2 separate regions of the Mus musculus genome follow, and region 2 is linked to region 1. Evidence: chromatin contacts called from public Hi-C data. All regions are on one chromosome and are shown on one strand. The core of a region is the stretch at or near the end of the contact, and the rest is flanking DNA. Distances in the headings are between cores, read along the strand shown.

Evidence for each region. Hi-C and Micro-C count contacts between places; a contact is called where the count stands out from the background.
Region 2: a contact with region 1 is called in a Hi-C map of natural killer cells, with 2.7 times the contacts expected there. The contact joins the promoter of Fnta here to the enhancer-like site in region 1. A contact is called at or near these places in 1 of 39 promoter capture datasets (neutrophils), 3 of 484 Hi-C or Micro-C datasets (embryonic stem cells, natural killer cells and peritoneal macrophages), 2 of 115 datasets of contacts at active chromatin or transcription factors (double positive thymocytes and embryonic stem cells) and 3 of 9 other capture datasets (adipose tissue, liver and pancreatic islet).

Annotation. Positions count from the first base shown.
Region 1 is chr8:25,945,073-25,951,439 of GRCm38.p6, forward strand. It overlaps Hgsnat (heparan-alpha-glucosaminide N-acetyltransferase), which reads right to left. Exons shown (of 18, transcript NM_029884.1): 15 at 2,862-2,939; 16 at 1,375-1,445; 17 at 1,164-1,276; 18 at 1-243. The coding sequence ends at 62. Among named protein-coding and RNA genes, the nearest start is that of Hgsnat, 28 kb to the right of the region's middle. Within about 2 kb of position 4,004, at least 38 of the 459 cell types and tissues checked have an H3K27ac peak or open chromatin away from gene starts, as enhancers often do. A contact at or near this core is called in double positive thymocytes and natural killer cells, where this site is marked.
Region 2 is chr8:26,011,704-26,017,554 of GRCm38.p6, forward strand. It overlaps Fnta (farnesyltransferase, CAAX box, alpha), which reads right to left and starts at 3,907. Exons shown (of 9, transcript NM_008033.4): 1 at 3,678-3,907; 2 at 1,767-1,852. The coding sequence starts at 3,877.

The sequences.
Region 1 (6,367 bases), core at 2,754-5,253:
TGCCGCCGCTCTTCTCCCAGACCCCCTGGACTCCTCTAGCTATGTATTTCAGCGGGTGCTGTCAGATTTTCCAAAACAGCTTCTTTTTATAGAGCACGTAGGCGATGAGCACCCAGAGAGCCGTGGCGACTATGTTCTGAATGAGATGCTCTTTGTGTGACTGCTCATCCGCCAGCTTCCACTGGAAGGGGAAGTAGTTCTCCAACACCTCGTGGCCAACATACACCAGGATGGAGTTCATCCCTTAGAGAGATCAGAATGAGGGTGTTCCAGACTATTCATAGAATTCTTGAAATGAATCCAATAAATAGCATGAAACATGCACTTGCATTATTCCCCACTGCCCCACATGCATGAGGCGTAGCTTGGCTGTGAAGTACAGTTGTAAATTCGTAGGAAGTAGGAGCGTCAGCCTGCTCAGGAGGTAAAGACGTTTGCCACCAAGCCTGAGGACCTCAATTCTACCCCAAGGACCCTCTTGGTGGAGAGAACTGACTTCTGTAAGTTGTACTCCAGCATGTGCACACATGTGCACATATCACACACACACACACCATGCGCACACATTCATACACACACACTGACACATATACATACATACTCACATATATACATGCACACACATATACATACATGCACACACATTCATACACACATATACATACATGCACACACTCATGCATATGTACACACATGCATATACACACACAGGCACATTCATATATACATTCACAAACATGCACACGCACACACACACACTCACACATGGACATGCACACATATCACATATATACATATACACATGCAAGCACATACACACACACACACACACACACACACACACACACACACACGAGACACAATCATATTTCTTACTAAAAGCAATCTTGTCCTGGGTCACATCCAGCACTTCACCATTTTATACTGCCCGAATATAAGCAGAGTGTATTTACTGACTCTAGGGGACTAAACGTGTGACAATGGGGTATAGGGCTTTGGGACAGGCCAGGAACCTCCTGTGAGCTGGGCGTCCCAGCCCCTGCTGGTTTCTTCCTCAGCTTGCTTCCTGGAAATGTGTCTCTAGACAGAGCTCCAGCTCTAAGGAAGCCCAGGCCTCTGAAGCCAGTCCCCCCGCGACCACCTACTGCTGACAGCTAACTCACCTGGATAGAAGAAGGGGGTTCCCGTCCACAGGCCCTTCACATCCACAACTGGGTAGAGAATGAGGAGGATGAAGAAGGCAAAGCAGCTCAGTGTGGTGACGTACGAGATGGACCTACGGGAAGAAGAGCGAGGGAGAGCTGTCACACTCCTGGGAACACCCAGTTTCAACATGAGGGCCAACAGGAACACGGCACCCTCTACCATACTTACCAGAGATTCTTGTTTATTGGAATAAAACCTTCATTTGCAGACACTTTTGTCAACACAATAGAAATAAGCCCCTATGAAGGAAAGAAGGATGTTAAAAATTTATATTACAATCTCAATGCGCTTAAGACAAAAAAAAAAAAAAAATAACTGCTTAGGGAGGACTGAAAAAAAATCACCTTTGATTTTGTTCTTTTTAACTGGACACCTGTTGTAAGATGTATAACTAATACATTATCCAAAAACATTTCCCAGTGTTCCCTGAGTTAGAGACCGTAAGCGATGAGTTACAGTAACTCCTATGGTGACTCTGAAAGGCTGGGGAGAACAGGCAGGCAGGCAGGCAGGCAGGCAGGCAGGCAGGCACACAAGCATGTTCTTAATGGGATGTTCCTGCTTTTAAAACCAGTTTCCAGTCTTAGTTTCTCTTCTGTTTTTGAGACAGGGTCTCACACATCCCAGGCTATCCTCAAGCTCACTATGTAGCCAAGGGTGTGTGGATCCCTTTGCTTCCACCTTCTCACCGTGACACCTGTCACCACACCCAGGCTTCCTGAGGCCCCAGGGCTTCATGCATGCTAAGCTGTCTATTGAGCTACAACCTTATCCCCTGCATAGTCTTTCTGATAATGAGTCCCACATAGAGCATTCTTTACCCCCGCCCCCCATTTTGTTTTCAGACAGGGTTTCTCTGGGTATCCTTGCCTGTCCTATAGACCAGGCTTCCCCTGCCTCCCAAGTGCTGGGATTAAAGGTGTGCGCCACCATGCCCGGCTCCCTTACACATTTTCTCCAGCAATCATCATTCAAGTGTTTGATATCGAACACTATGCTATTTATTTATGTAATATAGTTTTCTAAGAAACTAAGCCTGAGAATTTAGATATAAAGATGTTGTCCTCCTTGGGACTAGGAGCGTAGCTTAGTGGTAGAGTGTGTTACTTGGCACACACCAGGCTCTGGGGTCCAGGCTCAGGAAATAGAAATCATTTTTAAAGATGTTATTCTGTGAACCCTGTTATTCAAGACAACTGTTCCCCGTCATGCCGAGCCAGCGACTGCTCAACACTTCATTTCTTCTTAAACAAGCGTTGGCTTTAAGAATAGCAATCGGGGGTGGGGGTGGGGCTGGCGAGATGGCTCAGTGGTTAAGAGCACAGACTGCTCTTTCGAAGGTCCCAAGTTCAAATCCCAGCAACCACATGGTGGCTCACAATCATCCGTAATGAAATCTAATGCCCTCTTCTGGAGTATCTGGGGACAGTTACAGTATACTTACATATAATAAATAAATAAATCTTTAAAAAAAAAAAACCCAGCACTTGGGAGGCAGAGGCAGGCAGATTTCTGAGTTCGAGGCCAGCCTGGTCTACAAAGTGAGTTCCAGGACAGCCAGGGCTATACAGAGAAACTCTGTCTCGAAAAACCAAAAACCAAAAAAAAAAAAAAAAAAAGAATAGCAATCAGAGTAAAGAAGGCTGGCTACTTACAAGGATACAGCACCAGGCGGCAAATCGGGTCAGGATGGCTTTCGTCTGATCCTTGTAATACACCAGTATTTTTCCTGCCTGGGGAAGAAAACAATATGACCAAGAGAGTCACCTAAGGTGAATTCTTGTTTCTATCTTCATCGAGTTAACCATCTAGCACACAGAGTTATTTGCTAAGTACACGTTCTAGACTCTGGGGATATAAGGAGGAATGCAAATTGACCCCTGTGCCCTGGTGGAGACAGAGCATTAGAGCAGGCAGGATGTTCCGGGTGAAGGAGAAAGCACACACAGAAACTTGTTAAAGCACAAGAGTGCCACAGTAGGATGAGAAATGAAATAATGGGGCTGGTAGGGGGCTCAGCAGGTCTCACTCAGATCAGGGGCTTTCTCCCAGAGGTTTTGGGGAGTCCAGGAAAGTTACCCCTTATCCTAGTCACAACCTTTTTTTCTTTCTTTTTTTTTTTTAAGATTTATTTATTATATCTAAGTACACTGTAGCTGTTGTCAGATACACTAGAAGAGGGCATCAGATCTCATTATGGATGGTTGTGAGCCACCATGTGGTTGCTGGGATTTGAACTCAGGACCTTCAGAAGAGCAGACAGGGTTCTTAACCGCTGAGCCATCTCACCAGCCCCCAGATACAACCTAAAGTCACCTGAGAAAAGGGAACCTCAATCTCGACAAACTGCTTAGATCACACTGGTCTGTCAGCATGTCTGCCGGGGACTGTTTTGATTGCTAATTGATATAGGAGGGCAGGGCCCACTGTGAGCAGCGCTATCCCTGGGTCAGTGCTCCTGGATGTATAGAAGAGCTGCCTGAGCACACGTGAGCCAGCAAGTAAGGCAGCAGGCAGCGGACAGCAGGCAGCTGGCAGCCCTCCTTCCTGCAGGGCTTTTGCTTTAAGTTCCTGCTTTCCTGCAGACCCTCACTCCCCTCAATGAAGGGCTGAGACCTGCCAGTGAAACCACCCTCTCCTCCCCTCAATCACTTTCCCACAGAGTGTTTTATCACAGCAACAGGATGGAAACTAAAAGTAACACCCATTTAGGTGACAAGAAACTAGGTCAGACTAGCTTGGCTACAAAGTATCTGGTCTGGCGGCACTACCCAAGATGCATAGGAGCAAAACGGAACTGGGTGCCGGGGAAACTAAAACCTCAGACAGGGCGCTGCACAAAACTCTCTGAACTAGAGTCAAGCTTTGAAAGTATCAAAGGATACAGTGTTAATCATTTATAACAGTAGCTGAAATGTACCAGTGCTGCCTATGTGCTAGTTTTGGGGGTTTTGTATAAATTAACATATTCCATCCTTATAACACCCCTGGAATTAGACACAGCAAGTGTCACCCAGCCTGCACATGAGAGCTAGACACAAATCCACACAGTGTAGCTGTGAGCCTGTACCTAAACTTTTCCACGCTAACCCAACTGCTCTAGCAGGCTGAGGTTTGCCTAGCGTGTGTGTAGAGAGAAGGTGTGTATATAAAAACAGAATCTAAGCACCACAGGGATAGAGGCAGGGTGTCAACCCATTAGTGGAAAATTATTTAATCCCCTAACTGTACACAGTGTAGCTGTGAACCTGTACCTAAACTTTTCCACGCTAACCCAACTGCTCTAGCAGGCTGGGGTTTGCCTAGCATACAATTTAATAGGACCACCACTAGCTATGTGTGGCCATTTAAATTTTAACTGGAGTAAAATTAAAAACTGAGGCTCTTGGTCTTACTCCAGCCACATCCTGTACTCCACAGACTCCTTGCAATGGCTGCCTGCATGGTCAGGATACCCTCTCCATCACAGAATGGTCTCTGGCCTGCTGTAGAAGCCTTTCTACTCTCCAATTTGTTCCCTCAAAGAATAAACTCAAACGCCAGAGAGGACAACTTTGCGTAGAGAAATCTAGCCTGCTCTGAATCATACAGAAGTGCACGAGGGACACCAAGAGTGACCAGATTTGATTTGGGGCATAAGACACGCATGCTTTAGATCCATTTACATAGCTGGCTGTGACTGGAAGTCTGTGTCTTTCCTAAGTTCACACAAGGAAAACTCAGAAGGTGTTGGGACGGGAAGGAGGTCTGGTCCTTCTGGGGCCAGTGTGGATCTCTGCACGTATGAATACACTTTATGATCTTACAAAGGGATGCGACAGCAAGTTCAGCATTCACATCCTTGTAAGCGCCACCCCGTGTGGCACAGTGCTCATCCCTCCACAGGCTGCATGCTGGGAAGCAGAGATGGACCCCTGTCTGAAAAGGAACCTGTCAGCACTTTGAGCTGGGGCCTGAGAAGCAACTTCTGCTGTTTATGAGTTAGTCCATCTCTGCTGTTTTGTTGTCTGGTGGCCTCTTCATGTTAGCAATGTTGAAACATTCTGAAAACTCCACATGGACACTTTCATAGCGTCTGTTTTCATTTGTCTTGTTCTGTGACCCATCTGGTCTCAAACTCTGAGTCGTCCTGCCTCAGCCTTCCAAGTGCAGGAATTAGAAATGTGGCCATTGTCAGGCATGGTGGCAAGCACCTGTGTCAAGGCCTAGGTAAGTGTTACCTGTTTGAGCCTTCCACTTTGTATTGTTACTATGTTGCTTCTGCTGTTACCAGGAAACTTCTTCTTTTCTTTCCTTTCCTTTCCTTTTTTTTTTTTTTTTTTTTTTGGTTTTTCAAGACAGGGTTTCTCTGTGTAGCCCTGGCTGTCCTGGAACTCATTCTGTAGACCAGGCTGGCCTCGAACTCAAAAATCCTCTTGCCTCTGCCTCCCAAGTGCTGGGATTAAAGGCGTGACCAGCACTGCTAGGCTACCAGGAAACTTTTTCATGCTTAAGTTGACTACATATTCTGTCCTGTGCCGTGCCCTTGGAAACTAATCACCAGAGAAGTCGGTAGACTCATCTACAACAAGCTTGGGCCAGAACCAGCATGAGCCAACCACCCAGCAACACTCCCTGCTCCTAAGTATAATCTTGTATTGTATTTGCCTTTATTGGCTGCCCCTGGGATGGACCCAACATCAGAGAGACACCTGCATCAACAGAAGAAGCTGTCTGGAATGAGACGTCCATTTTGTGGTTTTAGTTCTTAAGACCTCCCTGGGAACTGACACACTACTTGGCAGAAAGTGACACGTACATGGGTAACTGAAGACACGAATGTTAGACAAGTTCCATCCTGGTAGGCAAATTAGAACATGAATACTAGACAAGGCAAGTCCCCTGCCACAGTTGAATGCCCCAAGCAAGGAGGCAGGATAAGTAGACAACAAAGACATGTTCAAAAGGAAATCCCCTATCCCTGAATCCTGATTGGTGAACACAGATGTTTATGGACTTGGGGCTCAAAAGCCTTGTAGAATCTTAACTCAGTGTCATGGTTCAGTTCCTGAATCTGGACCATGGCCCTGGCCGATCAGTTCTGGGGTAGATACTCAACAAACCATCCCTGTCTGACTGAGATCGGCATTCGTGTGGTTTGTGATGCCATTCCTGGACCCAA
Region 2 (5,851 bases), core at 2,657-5,156, 67 kb after region 1:
CTGTTTTAAAAACTGCTGCATATTCTAACAACTGTTATTCCTGGTATTAACTATGAGCTAAACAGTGTATTAGCATATATGTAAGAAATTTACTCAATTCCTACAGGAATTGCTTTTACTGTCCTCATTTACATTTTTCTATGGGTGTTGACTACACAGAGGTTAAATAATGTGTTCATAGATAAAGATCCAGTAGGCGGTCAGACTCCAAGTCTGCCCTCTTAGCTCCCAATATCTTTCTTCTTAAAAGAGAATTATTTGCACTACGTGTGACTGTGTGTACTGAGGTATCCGTGGAGGCCAGAGTTACAGGGAGCTAAGAGCTGCCTCATGCGGGCAGGCACTGAGGAATGAACCCAGATCTTAGCTACTCAGCCATCTCTCTGGCACCTACCTTATACCATCTGCTAAGGTGAGTCCAGAATAGGCAGCAGAAGCCGCTCTCAGAGGGCTGAAGACATGGCTCAGCAGTTAAGAGCACTTGCTGTTCCTACTGAGGGCCTGGGTTTGGTTGATGCTTAGTTACTACTGATGTAAACATTTCTGTGTATATATTTCTATTTCTTCTAGAAATATCACATGGAAATATTTCAGAAAACACTTTCCTGTAGTTATATACTCTGAAACTTTCCTTAATAGAGTATTTTGTTTTACATCTTATGTCATAATGCCTTCATCACAGTAAGAACTAAGTATTATTCTCTTTGCTTATCTTTTTCCCCTGAGATGGGTGATCATGTCTCGTGACCAGACACAGTCTGCTTGTTGCTTTGCTGGGCATCAAATCCAGGAGCACTGCATATAGCAGGCAAGTGCTCTACCAGAGCTACAGTCCTACCCAAAGATTATTTGCTTACATTTTGCATATGGCTTATTTATTTTTGTTTCAGAACATCAATTTATTTTTATGTTCATTAAGGTATGAGGTATAACAACAAGATATAAGTATGCTTTTATCTAAACCCATAGCCAACAGAACAAAGCCTTTGAAGTCACACACTCAGGCCCATATCTACTGCGGCCTACTTTCAGTATCTAAGAGGCTTATGACCCGTCTTCTTTCTGTACTAGGACAGTTAATGAACTGTTCAGTACTACATTTTCATATTTGATATACAGCAACCCGCATACCATTGTTCTAATTGTTCTTCCTTTAAAAACACTTGTTACCATGACTTCATAATCAGTAAATGCATCAATAAATTATTTTGGCAAAAAGAAATGATCTTAGAAAACAAAGCATTAACTGGGAGTAAAAAATTTACACATGCAAACATACAAACACATAAAATTCCAAAAATAACACTACATCTATTTACCCTTGCTGAGAAGAACAATCAACATCTGTATGACCTCCTAGTTACAGAAGAGTTCACATTCATGGTAAGAAAAGGCTACTTTGTTAAAGAAAACATCACTGCATACATTTTAACCGAGGCGTGCACTACACAGCTAAAATACATTTTAAAATGATGGTACTTGAACAACTAAAGCTTATTTTAGACAAAACAGTAATCCATCTGTTATACTTTAAATGCAAATTAAAAGCACAATGATACAATAGCTAGTATGTATTATAATGTAACATTCATTGCTTTGACTATCTCCATCTCCTAAATAAAATACAAAGACAAATAAATGACAAAGAAGATATTAACTCAGCAAAGTAATTCAGGTTCTTAGTAAACAAAAATCTCTCACTTTTCTTATTATATGGTTGTAAATTTCAACTTTGTTAGCTATTTTCCTAATAAATGTAAACTTACACTTTTCACTGTAGATGATCTGGACCACTGGGTTAGGGCCGTCATTCTGGGGCACTGGGTCTATATCAGCCCATTCTGCTCTGTCCCTGAAAACAGACATGTTCCCCATGATTATATGCAAACATGTTAGACGAAAAACAATTCTGGTGCTTTTTTGTTTTTTGTTTCTGTTTGTTTTTAATTGGTAATAATCATTCAATCAAATGGAGATCTTAATGGTTGGACATACACAAGGCACACACACACATACAGTAAAATACTTTTCTTTCTTTCTTTTTTTTTTTTTTTTTTTTTTTTTTTTTGGTTTTTCGAAAACAAGGTTTTCTCTGTGTAGCCTTGGAACTTGCTCTGTGGACCAGGCTGGTTTTGAACTCACAAAAGATCCACCTGCCCCTGCCTCCCGAGTGCTGGGACTAAAGGTATGCACCACCACCAACTGGCTGAAAACGCCTATTTTTAAAAAATAAAAGTTAATAAATCAACAATTTCAAATTTATGGTGTGGCAAAATGTGGTCTTCTAGAAAGTATCCAAGGTTTAACTTAAAAATTAGCCTCCCCCATTTACTTAGTAAGATTCTGGAGTTAGTATTTTTTTTTTAAACATGCATTTTAGTAGGAACTAACCTTTTAAACTCAAATTAGGACTGGGGATGTATCTCAGGAGGTAGAACACAGGCGCAAAGTCCTACATGTGATACTTCAACACTCCCCCCAAAGTCCAAGGAAGCATTATGAGTTATTGTCACTACAGAGGGACTTGTTAGGCAGAGGGAGGGCCTGGCATGTGGAGATGCCTGCCTAGCATGAGGGAGAGAAGGCTCTGGAATCTGACAGTTGCCTAAGCCAGAATATTAGCTTTACAACTTCCTGTGTGAAGTCATTAATCTGCCTGGATGTTGGTTTCTTCATTTATAAGATGAAGATAATGTTACCAGTCAACTTTGGAAGGCAACTTTGAGAAGGAATAATTTTGAGTACTTAAAACCTGCATAGCATACTGTATGCATGCTAACAATCCAGGGAACAGTCTCAAAACAACAGTATGACTGCAACAACTGGCACTTCTGGAGACTTCCATGAACTGCTCAGTGTGGCCAGCCTTGACTTACATTCTTTTCTTCTTCTCTATACTAATCAGTTACTGACAGCAGACATTTGTGGTACGCAGTTAACCTTGAAATTGCATCCCTTATGTAAGAATATGGGGAAAAGAATGACCTGCTAATTTTATATATATATATATATATACATATGTATGTATATATGTATATATATATATCCTATAGTTTGGAGAGAGGCACGGCAAACACGGTCATTTAGTTCTTCGGAAATCAGCCATCCGAAGAACATAATTCATAAATCAGAGGAAAGTTCTGAAGCTATGGGACCCCACAACCAATCTCAAGTCATCCAACTGCAGAAACCTCTATAATGCCTTTCACTCATTCCTGAAAGCCTGGCAAATGAGTCACCTAAAGGGTTTAGGTAGAACTACAAAAAACAGTAAGTACTTTTTGACAAGGAACTAGGGGACATGGAAAGGAAGACAGAAGGGATGTGCACAGTGGCCAAGATGAAGGAAAGGCAGGAAAGTTCTCTCCAGGCAGCAGAAGGCACGCAAAGGCCCGACAGTGTTTGTAAAGAGCAGATCTGGCCGCTTAAGTGACATTATCCCATAGCGAGCTGTCAAAAGGGCGCCTTTCGGATGATGCACGGCTCTCAGCAGGGCAGCACTGCGGGACCACGGAAGTGTCACCGCACCCTAGCTTCAGAAGAGCGCCGCCGCAGCCTGCGGCCACCCGGGGCTGCGCGGCGCGGACTCGGAGGGCGCCCCCGTCCGCCGAGCTGCGTCGTCGTCGCTCGCACTCAGCCCCGGGCCTCTGGCGCCGCGGCCCGCAGGAGGGCGTTACCTGTACAAGACATAGGTGGGCGAGTCCAGGCTCAGAAACCCGTCGTCCATAGGGGACGCCGCCGCTTCCCCGGCCTCAGCCGCCATCTCTTCTTCCTGCGGCTGCTGTGCTGGCGGCGGCGGAGGCGGGGGCGGCGGCTGCTCCGGCTGTCCCGGCTCGCCGCCTGCCGCAGATTCCCCGACCCCCTCGGTGGCCGCCATCTCGCCTCCGTCCGCAGCAGAGGTGGTGGTGGAGGCCCCGCCCCCTCCGCGGCCCGCCCCGCCCCCGGCGAGGCCCACTTCCGGTTCCTCGGGTCCTACCATAGAGGCGTGGGGTAGAGGGCCCGGCCCGGAGGCCTGGCCTGAATACCTACTGTCCTCGCTGCTGTGTTTCCAGGGCCCCCTTCCCGAATGCAGGTTTTCAGAGGCCTTTAGGTGCTAATTGGCAAGCAGTGTTATTAGTTGTTGTTTCCTTTGTTGGGTAACTTTTCTGTTTCCTTGCTTTTGTTTCTTTTTCAACGCTTAGGATGGAACCGGAAGACTTGCACATGCTAGGCATGTGCTCTACCACTGAGTTACATCTCCAGTCCCCAGCGGCCCCCTTCTTTTGGACCATCTTAGGAGTGTGAAGAATTGCAAACGGTGCACAGCCAGCCACCTCTTTCCCCCCTCAGGCTTCCACTTTAACCTTAAAAGGGTCTTTACATTCTTTCACACTTTACATGTTTTTCAGTGCTAGGCGTTTATATAATCCTATAATAAAATAGCAGCATTTTATTAATCCGGGGGGTGTCTTTGGAATTAAATTTGGATCTGTGCAGAACTCCTTTCTAAATATAGAGAATAGATATATTCAATTAACAAATATTTACTATACAATAGGCACCAGGTTCATTCGCAGCAGCGCAAAGACCATAGTGTCTGGTCACCATATATTCTAGGGAAGGTTCTTAAATCAGAACCGATTGAGGCAAAGTGGGAATAAAAGAGACAAATGTCTTTATAAGCATACTGTCCTTTAATTAGAAAAAAATCCAAGGATGGTCATGGGCCTTGGAGGTTTTATAGGGTAGAAAAGGGACTTTTGGGATTCCAACAGAGGTCGGTATGTGATCTTAGCTGAAGTTTCCCCACATCCTAATAGCCCACAGGTGTTATCAGTCAAACCAACTTTTCTGTGCTGAGTTTCTCAGTGCAGCTGTGCTAGTGATCAAACCCAGGATTTAGAAATGCTAGTATTGGCTGGGCAGTGGTGGCACATGCCTGTAATCCCAGCACTTAGGCAGAGGGGCAGAGGCAGAGGCGCAGAGGCAGAGGCAGAGGGGCAGAGGCAGAGGGGCAGAGGCAGAGGGGCAGAGGCAGAGGCAGAGGCAGAGGGGCAGAGGCAGAGGCAGAGGGGCAGAGGCAGAGGCAGGTGGATATATTATTTACTCATTACCTTGTGGTTTGTGTGTGTGTGTGTGTGTGAGAGAGAGAGAGAGAGAGAGAGAGAGAGAGAGAGAGAGAGAGAGAGAGAGAGAGAGAGAGAGAGAGAGAGAGAGAGAGAGAGAGAGAGAGAGAGAGACTGAGACTTACCTGCCAGAAGGGAGCCCACCTTTGGGGGAACTTAAAAGAAATTCCCTTTGTTCTCTGGATTCTCCCTTAAGACCTTCCATAGGTTGGGAACTAGGGTGGAATGGATTTGTATTTTCCAGTGCAGATGAAAGTTCTGTTTATTCGAAATGTATTCGGTAAGTGTCCACAACAAAGGAGCTCTTCCCCTCACTCAGTCCGTATCTAACAGGATCCAGCAGGCACACAGGAGTCCGAGGGAGAGGGGTCTCAGCAGCCGGGACTCTGAGATGACTAGGGGGAGGCTATCCTGTCCTGACTGCATTTTACTTTGCTTAGACAGTTCTCAGCCCCCTACCCTCCTCCCTCTAATGGTCACATCTGCCTTGACAATATGTTTGGGATTTCTATGGCCTAGATGTATCAGTCAAAGTAATTAGTAAACTGAAATAACTAGAAATGTCAAAAATAATTGACATGTTATATCTAAAATAATTACTATGCTCTGCCAGGAATAAATGTTTTAAGATCACACTGACTCCCATCTAACGTTGATGTAAACTAGTCTTTGCGGTTTCTGTCTTTAAGAGCCCTCTAACCCTAGCATGAGCACCAAGAGATTTCAGAGGCATAAGCCTGCTCTTG